2 separate regions of the Pan troglodytes genome follow, and region 2 is linked to region 1. The links are chromatin contacts, called in public Hi-C maps. All regions are on one chromosome and are shown on one strand. Each heading gives the region's core, a stretch centred on a gene start, on an enhancer-like site or on the middle of the called end of the contact. The rest is flanking DNA. Distances are from core to core; before and after follow the strand shown. Region 1 overlaps LARGE1 (LARGE xylosyl- and glucuronyltransferase 1). Region 2 holds the start of LARGE1 (LARGE xylosyl- and glucuronyltransferase 1).

Region 1 (3,894 bases), core at 430-2,929:
AACATCTCTTTTTGTCTGCCAGTCTATTGCTTTTTCTGTAGCATCTATGAAAACATACTCTCCTCACGCAGGCACGCGATGGCTCTCGCCTGTAATCCTAGCACTTTGGGAGGCTGAGGCAGGCGGATCACGAGGTCAGGAGTTCGAGACCATCCTGGCCAACATGGTGAACCGCCCCCCCCCTACTAAAAATACCAAAAGAATTAGCTGGGCTTGGTGGCACATGCCCGTAATCGCAGCTACTTGGGAAGCTGAGGCAGGAGAATCACTTGAACCAGGGAGTCGGAGGTTGCAGTGAGCCGAGATTGCTCCACTGCACTCCAGCCTGGTGACAGAGCAAGACTCCTTCTCGAAAAATAATAATAATAAATAGAGGAAAACATACCCTCCTTCTTCTGGTTTTGGACCAGACAACCTTCATATAACCCAAGAAAGATTATTGCCCAGTCTTTTAAACAAATCTAAGTGATGATGATGCCTAGTGCTTATGGAAGTGTTTGCTGCGCGCCAGGCACTGTTCTGAGTGCTTGAGAGGTAGGATCTCATTTCCTCCCCCAAAGTCCCTGCCGTGGGTAGTATTATCACCTTCCTTTTCTAAATGGGGAACTGTGGGACCGAGACCAGGAGCCGTTGGCCCGGGGTTACTCATCTAGGAAAGGGAAACTGGGGTGGAAACAGCCAGTCTGACTGCAGAGCCAAGTGCATAAGCACCATCACAACTGCTTCTGTGAATCTCCAGTGTCCCTTTCCAGCTCCCCCCACATCATGGGACGGGGTGTCAGCAGCTGGAGAAAGCACTCGGCTAATGGAAGTCTTAGATGGCTGTGTGAAGAGTGTGTTTATTACAGAATAGTACACAATTCGGACTGATAGGAGCCATGGAAGTCATATGGCCCAAAGGTCCCATTTCACACATGAGAAAACTAAAGTCACACGGTATCATGGTCCAATGACATTTTAAAAAATCCTTTATTTACTGCCATTGGTCAGCATGAATTATGCCAATACCTAGTGAGTGCCTGCCTAGATCCAGGTACCATGAGAGGTGATTTGCATATATCATCCCATTGGTTCTACACATCGAACCCAGAGGCAGGTATAGCTACTTGCATTCTACAGGGAGGAAGAGTGGGGCCCAGAGAAGCAAAATAACAGTTCAAGTCCAGAGAGCTCACGCCAGGGTGTGAACCAGCGTCTGCAGCCCCAGGTCTGCCGGTCACCCTGCTACACATTGTTGGGCTGCGCTGGGGTTTCTGTTTGTCCCAAACCAGGGAAGGTCTGATTTCTTTCTCTCTTGTTCTCTTGCTCTCCCTCCCTCCCTCTGACTCTGTCTCTCTGTCTCTTAGTATCTTTCTTACTGCCTCTGTCTCTTTCTCTCTTAAAAGAGCTTCTAGGAGTCTTTAAACTGTCGGGAAGCCAAAGCGTAGGTTTAGCCTGCGTACCCTCCGTGCCCTGCGCTGTCTGGAGCAAGGTCAGGCAGCCTGTGTTCTCTCTCCAGCTTCTGAGTCCGTGTCCTTCCAGGGACATCTCCGGGTTTCCTAGTGTTAATCCCTCCCCTGGGGCGGGAGGAGTCCCTACCAGACTCTGTTAAAAACAGTAGGGTCAGCGACCCCTAGGCAGCATGACCCTGAATCGGGAATGGGAGGTGCTGTGGTACCCAGCACCATGAGCCTCAACCCCTGACCCACCAGGCTGCAGAAACGGAGCACTCCCTCCAGCCCCAGCGCCTGTGCCAGTGCCTGCTGGGTCTTAGAATCCAGTGTGTGGAGCCAGGGTGCCCCCATGTGGCCAGACGGGGCTTGCAGCCTCTGATGCCTGCAGATTCTGAAACTTGGGCAGCTTCCAGGATGACAGGCTCCCAAGGGAACAGATAGATGATGGGAGTGAGTGCCACCCTAGACTAAGAAAAGAGGCTTCAGGATTGGACCCCTGCCCACCCTCCACCCCTCTGGGACTCTTCTTTGCTCCAGCCAGTTGAAAGTGAGCTGGCCCCATATGAGTCTGTGGTCTCTACTCCCTGTGCAAGGACTATTTAATTATTTGACCTCATGGGCATCAAGTTTTATAAAACAATACGTATGAACAGTTTTTTTCTTTGTCTTTCTATGTTTTATTAATTAAAGACATCGTTCACTGCTAATCCAGACCCTACTTGAAGTGAGGTAGCTAGTGTGCCCTTCTACTTAGCATTTGCTTAATGCAGAGTCACTTGAGGTGGTAGTTGGCCTTAGCTACCTTATCACAAGAAGGTATGTGGTTCCCCTCAGGGGTTTTGAAATATTGCAAATTGCTTTTAAAACTTTATTACTTTCTTCCCAGACTTTTCCCAAGAATGCTGAGTACAATTCAATAGAGAGACCGGAGCCCTGGTCTCAGGGAGCCAGTCGTCTCTCCACACAATCTTGCCATTATTGCTTTAGGGAGGCAGGGAAGGTTACTAGGTATTCATATTTTTCAAGAGGAGTTGGGAATCTGGATTTTCATATAAAATGTTTTTTTAATGTTGGCAACTAATTTTTAAAAATTGTTTTTAGATGATGATTTGGAGCAAAAAAATCATTTCAAATGCTGTTGAGGCCGACAAAATATGCCTTCAGGCTGCCTTGACCCTCACACCCCCACCCCAAACTACCAGAGTGTAACCTCTGACCTAGACAATTCCTAGGCACCAAAGTATTTATGAGAATCAATGAGGAATGTCATTCTCTCGGAAGCCCCAAATAAGCAGACACTGTTCTTTTCATATGACATAATCATATCAACTTACCCTTGGCTTCAGGGACATTTTTTCTGGTGAGTAGATGGATTCGTTTCTGACCCAGACATTACCAGTGGATGCCCCTTGTGCACACCATAGCATCACTGGTGGGAGTTGAGGTTAAGGGTGCTGTTTGCTGTGGCAGCTGAGGACTCCAATGAAGCCCCCAGACCCTTCTAGAAACTGACTTTCTCAGCACTGATCTCCCATAAAATTCTGTACCCAAGCTCTGTCAAGATATTAATATTGGCCAGGTGCAGTGGCTAACACCTGTCACCCAGCATTTTAGGAGGCTGAGGTGGGAGAATTGCTTGAACCCAGGAATTCGAGACCAGCCTGAGCAATATAGTGAGACCCCATCTCTACAAAAAATTTCAAAAATTGGCGAGGCACGGTGGCTCACGCCTGTAATCCCAGCACTTTGGGAGGCCGAGGCGGGTGAATCACGAGGTCAGAAGATCGAGACCATCCTGGCCAACATGGTGAAACCCCATCTCTACTGAAATACCATAAATTAGCTGGGCATGGTGGTGCACGCCTGTAGTCCCAGCTACTCGGGAGGCTGAGGCAGGGGAATCGCTTGAACCCCGGAAGGCAGAGGTTGCAGTGAGCTGACATCGCACTACTGCACTCCAGCCTGGCAACAGAGTGAGACTCCATCTCCAAAAAAAAGAAAAAAAATTGCTGAGCATTGTGGAACATGCCTGTTGTTTCAGCGACTCGGGAGGTTGAGACAGGATGATCTCCTGAGCCCAGGCAGTTGAAGCTAGAGTGAGCCATGATTGTGCCACTGCACTCCATCCTGAACAGCAGGGCAACACCCTATCTCAAAAAAACACATTTGTTAATTACTTAAGAATGATGACAGTTACAAGTTACTGAGCCCTTACCATGTGCCAGAAACCCTGCCAGCTGCACTCTGTCATTACCTCTGTTCTTCACACTGCTCTTTAAGGTAACTACCATTACAGGTGACCAAACTGAGGCCCCAGAGAGGTTAAATGTTAGCGTTAGAGGATGAGGAAAGCAGCCTTCCTCCATGCCAGCCTGCTCACTCTGTGGAAGGGGCCAGGTTACTCCCAAACCCCCAGGGTACCAGAGCAGGCCGACCGGCAGCCCTCGGCTTGTACCCCCAA
Region 2 (3,894 bases), core at 823-3,322, 610 kb before region 1:
CCCCTCCCCAGCCCATCCTTCCCCTGCCCCTTCCAAGAACTAGGGTGGGCTTCCCGCTGCCTCGCTCGAGTCCTGGAGAGCGGAGAGGCGCGCAGAGGGAAGGCAAAGACCCGGCGGCCCGCCCGGCTGGGGAGAGGTGGAGACCCGGGGGGAAGGGGACCCCAGAAGCCCTGGGACCGAGCTGCGGAAAAACCCGGGAGCTGGATCGCGCGCCCGGAGCTCCGGTCTCCGAGTCCGAGTTGTGCAGCTCTCGGCGTCCTCTTTCTCTCCCTGCCTCTCTGCTTTCGCCTCCTCTGGGTCTTCTCTCGAGGGCATCCTCCTTCCATCCATTCTCACACCCCCGCTCCTGTGCCCCGACCCATTTCACCCACTCCTCCTGTGGCTCGGGAGGACTCGCCGTACCCCCACCCTCGTCCCTAGAACTGGGAGGCTGGAAGTCCATTCAAGGGATGTTGCGCGCCGGGTTCTTATGCCAAGAGGGAAAGAGCGAGAATAAAATCAGCAGGGGAGGGGCGTGTTGTGCGTGCATGGGGTGTGTGTTTGGGGTGGGGGAAAAAGAAATGTAGTTTCCTCAGAGGAAGAGGAAGCCTTGGACAGGATTCTTGGATACCGATCCCAGAAAGATGCCGTCAGAGCCCTTCGGCGGGGCTCCTCACAGACTCCGGCTGCCCCACACCATGCCCACCTCCGAGAGAAGCTGCGACCCGAGGCGGGGAAACTTCCTACTTCTCACGACGGCTGTTTTGTGCAATTTGGGGAGCAGGCTGCATGGTCCTGCAAGCCTGCGAGCCTCTCTACCACGGCAGCTGCGGGCCCGTCCCGCTTCCCTTCCCCCTCTTTCCGCGAGGCACGCCAAGCCCGAGGCGGCCGGGAGCCGCCGGGGTTGGGGGAAGAAGGGCGGGGAGCTCCCAGCTTGCACCCTTTCATCCCGACCCGGCCCGGGATCCCGGCTCCGGGTGTTGCTTCCGCCTGCCTGCCAGCGAGCTGAAGAAGCACCGGGGCGGAGTCTCGCCGGGGGGCGGAGCCTGTGCGGGGGCGAACTCTCGGTCCGCGCGGCTGCGGCGCTTGCCATTGGCCGGCCGCTCGGTCACGGGGTCGGGGGCGGGCGCCGAGGCGGGCGCCGGCCCCGCCCCCGCTCGGAACCCAGCCCCGGCTCGCGGTCCCCCCCGGCTGCACAGACATGACACAGACACACAGTCACTGCAGCTGCTGAGCGAGTCCGGCGCTCTGGGCACGCGGAGGCGGCGGGGCCAGCCCGGAGCCCGGACCCCAGCGCCCGCGCCTGCCGGTCCCCGCGCGGCGGCCCACTCCTGGCCGGGCGCGGGAGGCGGGGATCGCGCGCCGGCTCCGGCCAGCGGCGCCCGGCTGCCCGCGGCGGCTGCAGCGGCCGCCCAGCTCCGAGCGCCGGGCGCTCCGGGAAGCCGGCGCATCTCGGAGGCGGCGGCGGCCAAGGCCGGCGAGCGCTCCCGGCGGCGGGGGCCGCCCGCCTCGGCTCCCCGCACCCACCGCGCCGCGATCCACTCGCCGCGCCTCCGCTCCCGTGACCTTCCCGGGGCGCCTCCCCTAGCCCCGCGCCCCCGGCCCCACGCCCCAGGCCGGGGCGAGGCCCTCTCCGGCGCCTCCTTCCCGCGGAGCCGCGGGCGGGCGGCGCAGGCCCTGGGGGAGAGCGCGCCGCGGCCGGCTGCAGCCCCCCCCGCGCCGCCGCGCTCGGCGCCCGGCCCGGCCAGTCTGCTCCTGCCCCGCCGCCGCGCCGGAGCCCGGGCGCCCGAAGCTGGGGGCGCGGCCGCGCTCGTCTCGCCGGGCTGTTCGCGGGCAGGCCCTGCCCTGAAGGGACGAATCGGCTTGGAGCGCGGGAGGTGGAGTCGGCCCCGGCGGTCGCTCCCTGGACCCAACCCGAGGCTGACCCAGGCCCCTGCCCATGCGGGGCGCCCCTGGCTCGGAAGAGTCCTCCGGGCCGGGAGCAGCTCCAGGCAGCGGCCCCGGAGGAAGAGGAAGAAGGGACAGTGCTCAGCTTGGGGGACCCGGACCCTCGCCGCGGCATTTGGAGCCGGGGGCAGTCCCGAACTCTGTGCTTGGCACCACCGCTCCGAGTAGGGCAGCGCCTGCCGGGACCCTGACCCGGACCCCCTGCGCCTCGTAGGCGGCGGAGCCGCCGCGCCACCCGGTTTTTCCGTGTCTCCCTCTGCCTGGCGGCAGTCACGGCCAAGGTAAGAGCCCCGGAGCGCGAGAGTCGCCGCGGGGGCGCCGTGGTGTGTAGCGCCGGACAAGTTCTCCGAACCTGTGGCTGGTACCCCCTGTACTCGGGATGCCGGCGGGGAGGCCGGGCACACCCTCTGCTGCCCCGGCCGGGAGCCCTGGAGAGGCTGGAGGTGGAAGCCCCTAGTCTCCGAAGTCCCCAGGACCCCCTCAGGGCCTGCTTGGCTTCTGGGCACACAGGCTGCTGGCAGGGAGCGAGCCAGGAGGAGTTTCTGGTTAACACCACGAGGGCATGTGACCGATACCCGCACCCCCGGCCCTCTTGTTAGCGGTGAGCACCTGTGGTTTGCGGAGCCTGCCGTGTTTGGAGAGGGCCCTGTTGGGCGGTACGCAACTACCTTTCGTGGTGTGATGCTGTGAATAACTTTTCTTGTTCCTTCTTGCAGACAGTCCTGCGCAATTTGGGGGCGAGCAGCCACAGCTTGCGAGTCCCTCTTTAGGACAGAGTGGTTGGTTGGCATTGCTATCTGTAGGGGGGAAGCCCAGCCAGCATGTCTTTCCTGTTAGGCAAAGCTGCTTGTGAGGAGTGATCAGTGTATAGCTATCCAGACATTCTTGTAAATGTCACTGCTTTTGAAGTTTTGGAGTGAGGACTCCAAAGTTTGTGTATCCTCAAGTTATTTTGTTCATTGCCTTATCCTCTTTTAAATGTTCCTCTTAAGGAACCTCAGTTGTACAAGCCTGTCCTTGCCTGTTTGAAATTTATTAAACCTGTGAGCTTCCCCCAGAACAATCTGATTTTAAATGGGTCACTTCGGAGGGAACAGATTGTCTCTTGCACAGTGAATCCATCCCTTGGGTGACCCTGTTTAATGGGGTTGGACTCTTTTTTTTTTTTTTTTCGTCTCTGTGCTGATGTGCCTCGGTTGAGCAGGTTTCTGCTGAATTCAGAATCCGTGAATTTTGTCACTCAGTCCATTAAAATGATCTCCTGAGGGAGCAAAATAGCAGCTTACATTTTTCGTGAATGTCACTGGAAGTTTTACAGGGTCTTATGTAAGTGCCCAGAGAGAGAGAGAGAGGAGGGAGTGGGGGGAGATCAGGCTCCTGCTTCCTTCAAGGGGAGAAACGGAGGGGGTGGCAGGTGGGGGCGTCCGCCTCCCTGACATGCAGATGCCTTTCTTCTCTGACACAGGTGTGGAGACCTGAAGTGCTTATCATTCCGTGGAGGCAGTCACCTCAGGTTAATTTTTCTTCTCACTTCTCCTGTCTTCCCACCTCAGGAGTCAGCTTTGATAGACTTAAGATAAGGAAAGCTTCTAAATTAAGAAGGGAACAAGTGGTGGTGGTTTCTTCTCCCATCCCTCACAAATGGGTGACATGAATGAATTACTCACTGGCACGCTTGGTCCTCACTAGGGGTAAAAATAAAAGAAATAAAAACGCCAGCTTTAAGATTTCACACATCTCTTAGTGTACCTTTATTGTTCAAGAGTACTTTAGTGAAAATTGCTTGTGGAGAACACATTTATCGAGCCTGTCCCTGTTAATTCCATACCAGGAAGAAAACTCACTCGAACAGAGAGGCAAAAATCACCAAGATTTAGAGGTTAGTGGGTTTTCAAGAGTGGCGAGGAAAGGAATCAAATCCCCCTGGCAGGAGAGAGAGGTTTTTAACGGGAAGATCGGATTGCTCTG

Evidence for each region. Hi-C and Micro-C count contacts between places; a contact is called where the count stands out from the background.
Region 2: a contact with region 1 is called in a Hi-C map of induced pluripotent stem cells, with 3 times the contacts expected there. The contact joins the promoter of LARGE1 here to the enhancer-like site in region 1. A contact is called at or near these places in 2 of 7 Hi-C or Micro-C datasets (induced pluripotent stem cells and stem cell-derived neural progenitor cells) and 1 of 1 datasets of contacts at active chromatin or transcription factors (stem cell-derived excitatory neurons).

The regions. Positions count from the first base shown.
Region 1 is chr23:35,401,231-35,405,124 of NHGRI_mPanTro3-v2.0_pri, reverse strand. All of the region lies in intron 12 of LARGE1 (LARGE xylosyl- and glucuronyltransferase 1), which reads left to right. Among named protein-coding and RNA genes, the nearest start is that of SYN3, 240 kb to the right of the region's middle. Within about 2 kb of position 1,679, at least 6 of the 24 cell types and tissues checked have an H3K27ac peak or open chromatin away from gene starts, as enhancers often do. A contact at or near this core is called in induced pluripotent stem cells, where this site is marked.
Region 2 is chr23:36,014,300-36,018,193 of NHGRI_mPanTro3-v2.0_pri, reverse strand. LARGE1 (LARGE xylosyl- and glucuronyltransferase 1) reads left to right here and starts at 2,072. Exons shown (of 15, transcript XR_010156081.1): 1 at 2,072-2,207. LOC112206719 (a long non-coding RNA gene) reads right to left here and starts at 1,041. Exons shown (of 2, transcript XR_002941175.2): 1 at 686-1,041.